4 separate regions of the Mus musculus genome follow, and all the other regions are linked to region 2. Evidence: chromatin contacts called from public HiChIP or PLAC-seq and promoter capture Hi-C data. All regions are on one chromosome and are shown on one strand. Each heading gives the region's core, a stretch centred on a gene start, on an enhancer-like site or on the middle of the called end of the contact. The rest is flanking DNA. Distances are from core to core; before and after follow the strand shown. Region 1 holds the start of Nprl3 (nitrogen permease regulator-like 3). Region 2 overlaps Fgf18 (fibroblast growth factor 18). Region 3 holds the start of Stk10 (serine/threonine kinase 10). Region 4 overlaps Stk10 (serine/threonine kinase 10).

The links. Promoter capture Hi-C pulls out the DNA fragments that hold promoters and counts their contacts. HiChIP or PLAC-seq counts read pairs in DNA pulled down with a chosen protein or histone mark.
Region 1: a contact with region 2 is called in a FOXA1 HiChIP or PLAC-seq map of pancreatic cancer cells. The contact joins the promoter of Nprl3 here to the enhancer-like site in region 2. A contact is called at or near these places in 5 of 39 promoter capture datasets (the C10 cell line, hippocampal neurons, liver and 1 more) and 1 of 115 datasets of contacts at active chromatin or transcription factors (pancreatic cancer cells).
Region 3: a promoter capture Hi-C map of frontonasal cranial neural crest shows a contact between it and region 2. The contact joins the promoter of Stk10 here to the enhancer-like site in region 2. A contact is called at or near these places in 5 of 39 promoter capture datasets (cranial neural crest, embryonic stem cells, frontonasal cranial neural crest and 2 more), 1 of 115 datasets of contacts at active chromatin or transcription factors (forebrain) and 1 of 9 other capture datasets (embryonic stem cells).
Region 4: a FOXA1 HiChIP or PLAC-seq map of pancreatic cancer cells shows a contact between it and region 2. The contact joins two enhancer-like sites. A contact is called at or near these places in 2 of 115 datasets of contacts at active chromatin or transcription factors (differentiating embryonic stem cells and pancreatic cancer cells) and 1 of 9 other capture datasets (embryonic stem cells).

The regions. Positions count from the first base shown.
Region 1 is chr11:32,266,351-32,269,208 of GRCm38.p6, forward strand. Nprl3 (nitrogen permease regulator-like 3) reads right to left here and starts at 1,357. Exons shown (of 13, transcript NM_181569.3): 1 at 1,073-1,357. The coding sequence starts at 1,190. RefSeq lists enhancers at 2,433-2,858, 2,596-2,858.
Region 2 is chr11:33,121,575-33,124,536 of GRCm38.p6, forward strand. All of the region lies in intron 4 of Fgf18 (fibroblast growth factor 18), which reads right to left. Among named protein-coding and RNA genes, the nearest start is that of Fgf18, 24 kb to the right of the region's middle. Within about 2 kb of position 1,352, at least 50 of the 459 cell types and tissues checked have an H3K27ac peak or open chromatin away from gene starts, as enhancers often do. A contact at or near this core is called in pancreatic cancer cells, where this site is marked.
Region 3 is chr11:32,531,861-32,534,560 of GRCm38.p6, forward strand. Stk10 (serine/threonine kinase 10) reads left to right here and starts at 1,406. Exons shown (of 19, transcript NM_009288.2): 1 at 1,406-1,699. The coding sequence starts at 1,544. It also overlaps a transcript of Efcab9 not described here.
Region 4 is chr11:32,563,892-32,566,766 of GRCm38.p6, forward strand. All of the region lies in intron 2 of Stk10 (serine/threonine kinase 10), which reads left to right. Among named protein-coding and RNA genes, the nearest start is that of Stk10, 32 kb to the left of the region's middle. Within about 2 kb of position 1,295, at least 175 of the 459 cell types and tissues checked have an H3K27ac peak or open chromatin away from gene starts, as enhancers often do. A contact at or near this core is called in pancreatic cancer cells, where this site is marked.

The DNA of each region.
Region 1 (2,858 bases), core at 107-2,606, 860 kb before region 2:
GGACTTCACTGCAGTCATTAATAAGAACAAGGTGGCTGGCGGCGGTGGTGGCCCAGGCCTTTAGTCCCAGGACTCAGGAGGCAGAGGCAGGCAAATCTCTGAGTTCAAGGCCAGCCTGGTCTACAGAGTGAGTTTCAGGACAGCCAGGACTACACAGGAAACCTGTCTCAGGGTGAGGTTGAACCTGTTTAAGACATAGACATAAAGTACAGAAGAAAATGAGCAAAAAGACCATCCGGTCTATTTCAATATATATATATATATATATATATATATATATATATATATATATATATATATCAGGGAAAAAATGGGCCATGTAGTTCCTTTTGTACTTGGAATGTGTGCTTTGCTTGTGTATAAACAGATTTGGAAAATGGTGACGATAGTTGCCCTTTAGGGGGATGAGGGAGGGGGTTCTGAGAGCTTGGTACCATCTTTATGTTTTTATAACTTAAAACCCTTTGTATTATATTAGCGAGCTTTAAAGAACACTGCCTACAGAGGCAGGCTATGCCTGATCCATGCAGCAGTGTACTGCGACTAGACAGGAGTTATGTGCTCAATAACTCCAAGAACCTTCAAGGCGGATGCTACAAAATAACAAATGAGTGTCCTGAGATTCTCTGAGGGGCTCGGGGAAAGGATGATGCTGTATTTTATTTTTTGGTGGGTACACTTTCAGAGTTTATATACAGGAGGGATGATTATCAAGATGGTGAGCAGTTATCCACAATGGGCATGGACCAGAGTTCAAGATCAACTTCAGACCTTAAAGTCGCTTATATTTTCTAAAATAACTTATAAATTCGTGTCTGTGCTTGTAAAATCTGGTGTCTTTCTGGATTTGTCTGGAGAAATGGCTGGCCTTGGGCTCATGGCAATACCCCGGCCTCCGCGTCCGGGGCGCTGGGATCCCAGATGCGCACCACTGCTGGAGCTGGCAATTCTTACGCATTTTTATTTCATGGGCTGGAGACTCAGGAGTCGTGCCGCGGCCCCTCTCCTCCTCCTCCTCCTCCGCACTGTGCACTGCGCGTGGCGGGGCGGGTGACCGCCAGGAGCCACTTACTTGTCTGGGACGCGGGGTGCTCCTGGCTCCTCTGGAAGGGGTACCTGAAGAGCAGCTTATTGCCCCTGCTGCCCGAGCTCACCAGGATCACGCTGATGGGGCTGGTATTGTCCCCCATCCTGCGGGAGCCCGGGCGTGCGCCTGAGAGGAACTCGCGTAGGGACCGCAAAAGCCGAAGGCAGGCGCCGGGCCCGCAGGGACACGGAGGAAGCCGGCACCTCGGCCTCGGCGCTCACTCTCGCGAGACTTCGCCGAGCGGCGCTCCACAGCCCCCGCGCATGCCCGGACAGGCGACTGCGCCGGCGCGACGCCTTGGCTGCACTCTAGTAGCTCGCTAGGGAAAGCTGTCTGCAGTTTAAAGTCATACACTTGATTTAACCAGAGCGTATAAACTTTAAACTGTAAGAAAGGCAGGAGCGGTGGTCTGGATTGTACTAGCCTGCTCATCACATAACAATCATGTTTTCAAACTTTACAAAGAGAGAAAATAGTCGTATTTCAACCTCCCCCTCCCCGCCCCCCAACTATTACTCAATGAGAAGGTACCATTTGAATATTTGCCAGTGTCTGAGAGTTGCACTTATGTTTGCCTTTTGATGGTTTGGATGTGTGATGTGAAAGGAATGACTTTAACTCATTTTGCAAGCCTTTATCCCAGTCATGTGTGATTTGAGTGTTGTGTGAGGTCAGGAGTAGGAAGGGGCTGGGAGGGAAGCAGACAGAGAGATGGAACCAGGTGCCTGGGATGGGTCGTGGGACCTTCCCACGGAACCAGCGGGAGTGCATAGGGACCGGGGCACTTGAGCCAGGCAGGACTGTGGTCCAGGTTTTCCCTCTTACTCCCCCGGGCCATTCTGCCACTTGATTAGCCAGAGCCTTGGGACCCCAGTGGTTGCCTCTGAGATAGGAAGACCTAAACCAAGGAGCCCAGAGTTTCCCCAACTATGATCTCTGGACCCATTTTTTGCCAGCAACCTTCACAGGAGTATTCACAGTATAATTTTCTATGTAATTAATAGTGACAGCCAGGCTCAGTGGTGGAGACCTGTATTTCCAGCTACTAGGGAGACTAGGGTAGCAGGATAGGAAGTTAAAGCCAGGCAGGGCAACTCATTGAGGCCTTCTCAAAAAGGGAAAGAGATGTTGCTTGCTAGTGAGCACTTGACATTATATACGAGGCCCTGGGTTCAATCTTTTCTACCGTCACTAGCTCTGAAATGGACGTGGTAATAATGCTGCGTGTGGGGGAAATGATGAGATCCCAGTCTACAGAAGTCCACTGTACTCCCCTCTGAGGCTGCCTTACCCAATACTGACAGCACTGGATAGGAGAACCCAGGACTAACTAACCTGGGATGCATCACCTCAACTCCCAAGGTGTCCACATCATTGTGAAGAAATACCATCAGCTATTCCAGAAATCAAAACGTAGGTCACACCGTGGACTCCACTGGGGACCCCAGTTTCCCCGCCAGAAGCTGGATTTGAGCTGTTGTGAAGGAGCAGAGCCAGCCTGAGCTCTGCAGGCCATACCTTCCGACTCTGATGTTAAAGTCTTACAGAAGAGAGGCTTCATTTCAAATGTAAAACAATGTGGATTCAAGACCCCCTCTGCAGAAGTAAACCTTTGGAAACTGGAACTTTGGACCCTTGCACCCCATCCCCCAAGGTCTCCCTTAGGTAGAGTAGGAAACCATATGGGTGCCAGGCCTTATCTGTCCCGTCACTTGCTCAGGCCAAGGGCTGGGTGGAGCTCACAGACGCTATCTGGGAGCTGCCTTCTTCA
Region 2 (2,962 bases), core at 102-2,601:
GTGGCTGGGAGCAGGGCCACCAGAGCATGCAGGGCTCCAAGACAGATAGAGGAAATGAATGGCTCCCGTCAATGGCTAGTGCATCTGAAATAGCTGTTTTCAGGGCCCAAAGAGCACTGGCCAGGGATGTTCGAGGCTGGCACCTATAACCAGGAAAGAGGAAATACCTGCTAAGGTGTTCCATCTAAGGCAGCAGAGGTCAGAGTTGCCATGGGTGCAGAAGTAATGTCAAGTCCTGTCTTCAGGCTGGGGGTGTAGCTCAGTCCATATAGTGCCTACTTGACACGCACAGAACTCTGGGTGCATTCTCAGCACCACATGCACCAGGGGTGTTGGACATGCCCCCAGTCTCTGCGCTCGGGAGGTAGGAGGATCAGGAGCCTACGGTCCTCCTTGGCTACATAGGGAATTCCAGAGTCCCAGAATAGCCTTGGCTGGAGGAGACCATGTCTCAAAAAAATAAATAAAATAAAGTAAAATAAACCTATCTTCACAGGGGAAGGAGGAAGAGACAGTCAGGCAGAGCCTCCTTAAATGCTAGACTGAGTCTCCCTTACAAAGCCCCAAGGTTCAGTGAGACTGAGACAGGGTATCAATCCCCCTGGCATCGGTCCTACAGGAGGCTGAGAGCAAGAGCCAATCTAGGCCCTCTGTTGCTTTTGCACACCTCAGGTTCTTTATGAGCTCAGCAAGTGGGGGTCTGGAGGGTGGGGGTGGGGCATAGACGGCTGAGGGAGGACAGTGAGCTAGCTAGGGGCTAGCTAAATCTAGAGACCACTGAAGGTGAGCCAAGAAGAAGGGTCCATGGAGAGAGCAGGGTAGGGCTGTAATGGCTCATGCTTGAAGCCCTAAGTCCACATCTTGGAGATGGTGTGAGCAGCACAAAGAACCCAAACTGAGCCCTAAACTGGTCCAGGGAGGAAGAGAAGATAGATCAGTTGGAACCTGAAGCTTCCCAAGCAGGCGATGAAGGTTGGGGCAGCAATATGTGGAAAGAGCTGAGGGGTAAGCCCAGGTTGTATAGGAGAGACACACCCAGCCATCAAAGAGGGGACTCCCCACACAGTCTGGGTGAGCAGGGAGGGGCCACCGACAGCCTACCAAAAGCATGATTCCCACCCCACCCAGCACAGGGATGGGGGCCACCAAGCCTCTGTGTCCAGAAGGGTGGCCAAGGCAGCTGGGCTGGAAGGAGGGTGCAGAGGTGGAGGCAGGGGATAGGGCCCGCTTCGCTGCTGTGCCTTGAGCCAGCTGAACCGTCACCAATATTAATGACGGGAGAGAGGGCAAGGGGGCAGGAAATCGGAGCCGGCTCCCTTGGAAGCGGTGACTCAGCGGCCAGCCGGCAGGAGGCGGCGGGGGCTGCAGCCAGTGGGGACTGGGCGCTCTCCTGACCCCGCGATGGCACTCCTGGGGGTCAGGATACCGGGAAGAGCGCAGGCAGGAGGCGGCACTAGGCGGCACCGGACTTCGCGCGGGGGGCACAGAGCACAGAGGGAGCAAAGGAGAAAAGCGAGTCTCAAACTCAAAGCAGGTTGGTCTGGGAGGAGGCCCAGGCGGGCAGGAGAACAAAGCGCCTGACGCGGGGCTGGGCAGCCGCCGCAGGAAACTGCTGGCCAAGACGGGGACGGGCCAGGCCAGGGGACCAGACACCCGCCCCTGCCCGCCGTCCCAGCCGCTGAGGGACCCCCTCGCCGACCGGCCTGCGACGGCGGAAAGTGAATCACTAATTGAAACCACTCCTAGGCATCCGACGCTCTGCGGATTACTATTATTTTGCAGTTTGGGTTGGTATGGGTGTGTGGTTGGAATCTGTCCCTTCCAAACCCGGCTTTGAATCCCGCCTAGCTCTAGTATGGGACGTGGGACAAGTGCCCAGGAATGTGGCCAACCCTCAGCTTTCCCACCTGTGAAATGGGAATGGTAGTGGTGCCAACCTGTCAAAATTATCTGCAGTTATTTTTTTTTTTTGCCCAATGCCTGGGAGATAGTAGGTGCTCAATTAAAGGAAGCAGTTATTATTTATGTGACATTTCCTTGGTCCTCAACCCAGGGATAAGGGACCAAAGAGCAGAGCTAAAGGCTCAAGAAATCAAATACCACTTCAACAGGACTGACCATTCTCCCGTTATCTTGAGTATAATGGAATCAATTTTCCCAGCACAAGTTCCTAAGCAGCGGCCCATTTCCCATGCCACCTGTCCCAACTGACTTCACTCTCAGTTCAGTATAGAAGCAGAGAGAGTCCTTACAAAGAGCAGAGGGCAGAGAGATGACTTAGCAATAGAGCTACGGTGAGTGGCAAGTTCCTCTTGAACCTTTGGGAGAAACGTACTCAGTACCTTCATGAACAAGCACATGAGGATATAAAGAGATGAAAGGCAGCCTTCAGGGAGTATCCAAGCCCGGCAAGTGAGTATACATACACACAAATGCACACATATGCATGCACATGGATGCAAACACAAGCACACACATGCACACACACACATGTATGTGCACATACTAACATACACTACTGTGTCACATGCAGCTTTCTGGCCTGTTCCAAAGTAATAAAATCTTCCTGAACCGCTAGAACCGTGGGCCCAGCTGAGGGACGACTGCTTTCGGGGAGCTGGAGGAGGCACAGCGGGCGGGTGGGAGGGCGGCGCAGGCGGGCCAAGGTGGCTGCAGCTGATGCTGGGAACCCCTGGTGAGTATTATGATGATCCCTCAGCCACAGCCCTTGGGCTGCAAGTTCCCTGTTCCCAGACATCATGAGCACATGAGCTGGCTGTCCCAGAATTCCACATCCTTCCCCATCAGAACCCAGGGCTCTTGGCTCCAAGTGGCAACCATAAATAGACCTGATTACTTCAGGGACCAAAACAAAAACCATGGTAACAGGAAGAAAGGCCATCGGGTGATGCTCTCTCCCATCCAGATACACACCACACCTGTGTTCCAAGTAAGACCAACA
Region 3 (2,700 bases), core at 156-2,655, 590 kb before region 2:
CCCAGCATTTTCACCACCAGAGTGAGATTCCTCATGGCTCTTTCCAGTCAGTCCCCGTGTCTGGGAGCAACTCCACAGCGTTGCCTTTTCTGGACCGGTCATAAAAATGCAGTCATACCTCGTGCGATCTTTGGGTCTGGCTTCTTTCATGTAGCAGGACATTTTTAACGGACCTTTCCATTTTTATCCTTACTTTGTTTTCTTTTGGAACTCCTGGAAATGGTTAGCGCATTCTGACCCTCTGTCCACCCGGTATAGCTGCACAGACTTCAGCAGGTCCCGCTCAACCGAGTGACAGATGTACACTTTGGCTGGTCCACAGGCTGACTCAACAAGAACAGTTTTGCATGACATTTTCTTCTTTTAATTATAAATTTTCCCCGCACTCATTTTGTGGTGGGAACAATTGGAACTGGAGCAACTTTTATTCCGGACGTCCTTAGCACACACAACCCTCTCCGCGCCTAGTATTCACTCTCCAGCCGGCTTTTCGAATGGGGGAACAGCATTTGGCGCGAGACTCTAGGGATATTTTCGAAGAGTCCGGACGAAGGGGACCAACAATTAAAACGCTTTCTCGAGTTAAGAGTGCCCGAGTGTGAGACACTCTTGTTCAGGATGGGAGGGTCTCCAGCATAGATTCTGCAGCTGCCCAGCCCCCAGCACAATCACTAGAACCCACGTTCTGATACCAAGCAAAGACGCTGTGCAAGATGCGGGACGCCCGCAGCCAAGGTAGAGAGGGATGAGGACCAGGATATAGGAGCACCATCCCAGAGATGACTCCGCTTTTATCTCTAATGGGGCTTTTTAATTCGCAAAATAACTAGAAAGTTTTACTTAATAAGGAATATATTTGCTAACCTACCATGAAGCCTAAAGGTCCTAAAGGGACTCTCGTTTCATGTCCAGCGTCCCGGCCGTTTGTGGCTGGCGGAGGCGGGGAAAGTCCGGATGGGCGTAAGCGCGGGGCTCTGCTTTCTGCGGGGCTCAGAGGCAGCACGAGACCTGCCTAGGAAGTGTGGCGAAAGCCACCTGGGACCGCGTGAACTTTGAGGCAAAGAGCACCGAGGACTGGGGTGAGTCCCGGGGCGAGGGGTGCGGGCATCTCGCGCGGGAAGCTGGCGAACCAAGCCTCAGCGGGAGAGTTCTGTGCGCTGATGCACCCACTCGGCACCGACGGCGGTTGAAAGACACCAGCTGAACCCCGGAGGTTTGGGGTTCCGGGAGGCGCAGCGGGCCCAGGGGCCGGCCACCCGGCGGACTACAGTCTCCAGAGTGCCCCGCGGCGCGGGCGGAGCCGCGAGCTCCCGCAGCCAATTGAGGGGTCTCGGGGCGCCGCAGAGCAGGTGGAGCCGGCGGGGACAGGCGCGCGCGCGGGTGCCGGGCGTCCTGCAGGCGGGTCTAGGAGGGGGCGGGGCGGGGCGGGCGGGCCGCGGTTCCTGCAGCTCCCTGTGGCCGCTGGCGCACTCGGCGGGTGCTGCGCTGCGAGGAGGGCGGCTCTCCGAAGCCGCGGGTCCTGTCGTCGCGCTCCTCATCCAGCATGGCTTTCGCCAATTTCCGCCGCATCTTGCGGTTATCCACCTTCGAGAAGAGAAAGTCCCGTGAATATGAGCACGTCCGCCGGGACCTGGACCCCAACGATGTATGGGAGATCGTGGGCGAGCTGGGAGACGGCGCCTTCGGCAAAGTCTACAAGGTGAGAGTTCCGATTGCTGAGCCTACCAGGTCCTGCGAGCCCCTGACCCCCACTCCCACCCCCCGCACAGCTGCTTCTGAGCACTTCCTGTGTGCCCTGTACAGGGCACAAAGGGACGTTTGTAGGATCGAGGCATCCCAGGGGGCTACCGGAGGCATCCCCAGGATCACGGTGATAGGGACACATCTTTTAAAGAGGGACTATACCGATGTTGTGGGAATATTCAGGCTCTGGGCTGTGCCTGCAAGGGTTGGGAGTTGAGGACACTTCTGAAGATGAGCCTACGATCGGTACTGGGGAGGTCAGAAGGGCCCTGGAGTAAGTGAGGACAGGCTTGGGATTAGAAGGCTCAACGGAAAGCGAGGACAGGGTCCTGTGAATGCAGCTGCAGGGCACAGATTTGGCTTCTAGTCGCCTGAGTCACCAGAGGCTCCCTGTCTGCAGTTACCTCTCCCCTGGAGGAAGACAGGCTGAGGAGGAGTGGGTGGGGCATAGATGATTCCATATAGACACGTGTGCAGACGGACAGCTCCTGGGGTTTGGTCCTCTGAGCCAATTCTGAGTGCCTGGGTTGTTGTTCAAAGTACCTAACTCATCTTGACTCCACCCTTTCTCATTTCCTCCTCCTCAACACCCTCCCCCTCCCCCGGCTTCCCCAACCAGGCTGCTCAGGCTGGTCTCCCAGATCTACTTGCCTCAGTCTCTGGAGTAGCTTGGACTGTAGGTTTGGCCACTACAGCATAGCATCCCCTACTTTTATTGGGAGACTCCCATAGTTCAGCTGTCTTAGCTGCCCTCCAAAGCCATATGTCATTGTCCTTGGGGCTTTGGTAGTTAGAGGCCTCACTGACCCTTTCAGGATGCTGGACCCCAGAAAGGGCTTTTCCAGTTCCCCAAGTCGGGCCATGCTCCCTTTGACTTGAAATTGATATGCTAGCGTTGGTCTGCTTCTCGCCCCAGAAGTGTGCTCCCTAGGAAAGATGCTATAGCATCCTTGGGAA
Region 4 (2,875 bases), core at 45-2,544, 560 kb before region 2:
CCTCTGCTCCATTGTAAAACTGCTTATGTGGTTATGGCATTCCATAGGCCAGTCTCATGGGATTGATGCCACCCCCCTGGAGCAGGCGGAGACATTATTCATTCAGTGGTCATTCGTTCATACACTGAATTAGCTGCAGGAAGTTTTAGATGCTGGGAACACAGGCTCAGAGCTGGTCTAGTCTCTCAAGTGTCCTGTGAGGATGCCACTTGGGCGTTACTAGCTATATCTGTATTTAGTCCATTTACCAAACACTGGTCCCCTGTGTTACCTGTTTGACTGTGACCGGGAGGCAGGCTCTACAGTTATCCAGACTTGATGGATGAAGTTGCAGTTTCTGAGATGAGCAGACTGGTACACTCCATGAAGCCCAGGCATATCCTGGCCAAGGAGATGCATTGGCTCCATGAGGCTGTGCTATGGGAAAGAGGTGGCCCTGGGGATGTGGAAAGGCTGTGTCCCCACAACCCCCTTGTTAACTGGTGGGACTCGGGACCCTGACACTGCATATCTCTCTGGCTCTATGAGTTGTCAAGTGTTATCTGTTTGTTATACCCACTGTCCCATCTCACTATCCATCTCTGGCTTCAACCCTGCCTGCCTCTCAGGGATTCACTGCTATGAAGCCTTCAGTAAGTTATATGGTAGGGAATGCAAGCTCTGAGGAGGAGCCTCCTACACCATTGATGTGGCTCTTGTCCTGTGTGCCCTGTCTAAAGTATTCCAAGTCCTCGTCCTGAGTCCTTGGTGGCCATGATTGGAAATAGCCCTGGTTTATTCCCTTCTGGGCTCAGTGCTGTTTCTAGTTAGTCTTATGAAATGGTGGCCAGCCAGCCAGCCAGCTAGCCAGACTGAGTTGTCCCTCTCGAAATTGATTCTTTGACCTTCACTAGAGAACCTGAGCTTAGCTCTGACTTTAACGTTTCCTGCACTGTGGCCAGGAATGCAGCCCAGGGGACTCTGAGCCTGAAGCCCGGATGCCTAGTATCTAGGGTGGACTGACTAGGAGTGAAGCATGCCTGCCACAGAGTCACCTCAGTCCCATCTGAGAGATGCCTTGGGGCCTGGGCAAGCACCTTTGGGTATGGACATGGAGTGGAGGGTGGCTGGGGCCAGAACAGCAAACTGAACCGTCCACCCCTGCATGCATTCAAGGACCCAGGTTATTGCCTCTGATTCAAGCCTCATTCCAAGGCTGCCGGGTCCGGGGAAAGCTCATTCCTAACCCAGGCTTGCTGCAAGGTGGTGGGCGGAACTGGCATGGAAAAACAAGGCTGGACCGAGGAGGCCTCGTGGGTGTGGACGCCCCACTCAATGGCCACATTGTTTGGCTGATACTCAGAGGTGGGGAGGTCCAGGGACTCCACCTACAGGGACAGGCAGCTGACAGACTAGGCTGGATTTAGGTTGACTCTTGCTTTTTTTTTTTAAGTCTGCCTTCATGACTTCCTCTTTCAGGCTTTGGTTGACTAACCAGAAGCTTCCGTCTTCTGCACTGTGTTAGAGCCTGAAGGCCCCCAGCTCTTGACCTGGGGACTAGCTGCAGACACTATCCCTGCTTCCTCAAAGAGAAATGAATCCAGAGCGGAAAGGTGGCTGGCCGCAGGGTGGTTCAGCCGCCGCTCGTCACCACCAGCTTAAGTTTATTCCTTCTTCTTCACGTCTGTGCTGAGTAGCTTTGGGGCAGCCCTGTCAAGCCTCTATATTCTCATCTGTATAATAGGCTACCTGTGGCTCAAGGAATATTTATAGAATGCTTATTAGCACAGTGAATCTGCCCTAGTTTCTGTACATCTCAAAGTCATTTAACAAACACTTGTTGGTCATGTGCGGCTAGAGTCCTCTGTGCTTGTGGGTTCACCATCATCGGTACTGAACACACAGAGGCATCTTTCCTTGGCAGTGTTGCCTAGGTGATACAAGAGAGCAAGCATCCACTTAGCATTCCCATTGAGTTAGCCGCTGTCACCCTTCTAGAATCTTCCAGATGTGCGGGAGGATGTGTGGGTTCTGTGTGGACACGACACCATTCAGTCAGGGACTCTGGCATTGGTAGATTTCTATCTGTTGGGTCCTGGCCAGATTCCCAGACTGATGGACAATTGTACGAGGCCAGACTCTGACCACCAACGTTTCCCAAACACAAACTTGCTTGTTCTGTGAAAGAGTGACTACAGTCACACGGAGACCTAAAATGTTGATACCACAAAAGGTCATACAGATTTTGAGAACCTCATTTTCCAGATGGAGAAACAGGCCCAGGTAGGGGAAGGGTTAGGGTGGGACAGTGGCCCTTTATGGGGCTGTGTCCGTGTTGCTGTGTGTGCTCAGGAGTTTCTCACGTATAGGTCACCTGAGCTCTTGTTCCTGGTCAGTATATGGTAGTGGCCTCAGGAAAGGCCAGGGGTGGAGAATCGAGGCCCAGAGTCCTGAAGGTCAGCAGGGCGGTGGCTCACCTCTGGACTGTGTGTGACTCAATTGTCTCTGGGGGATGGTTACGGCTCTGGCATTGCCTGATGGGGCTGTTTGGGGGCTGTAAAAGTTAATGTCTAAGCCCTGGTGTGGCCAGGCCATGCTTATCTGGTCTGGGACATCCTGGTCCCTTTATCTCTGGGTGAGCAGCCTGCTCAGTCCATTCATGGAATGGAAGAGCCCAAGGGTTAGAGCCAGGAGGCGGAGGGGCTCATTCTCACTGACGCAGGGCCTGTGACTCAAGAAGCTTCCTGTGGCTTCCTCTGTGAGGTGGGATGGGGATGGGGGCTCTCTACACTCTCACAGGACCTACATTACCCCAATCCTGGTTCTGGCTCTGCCACTTTGTATTGCATGATCTGACTCTGAGACACAGGTCCTTGTATCTAAATGTGAATAAAAT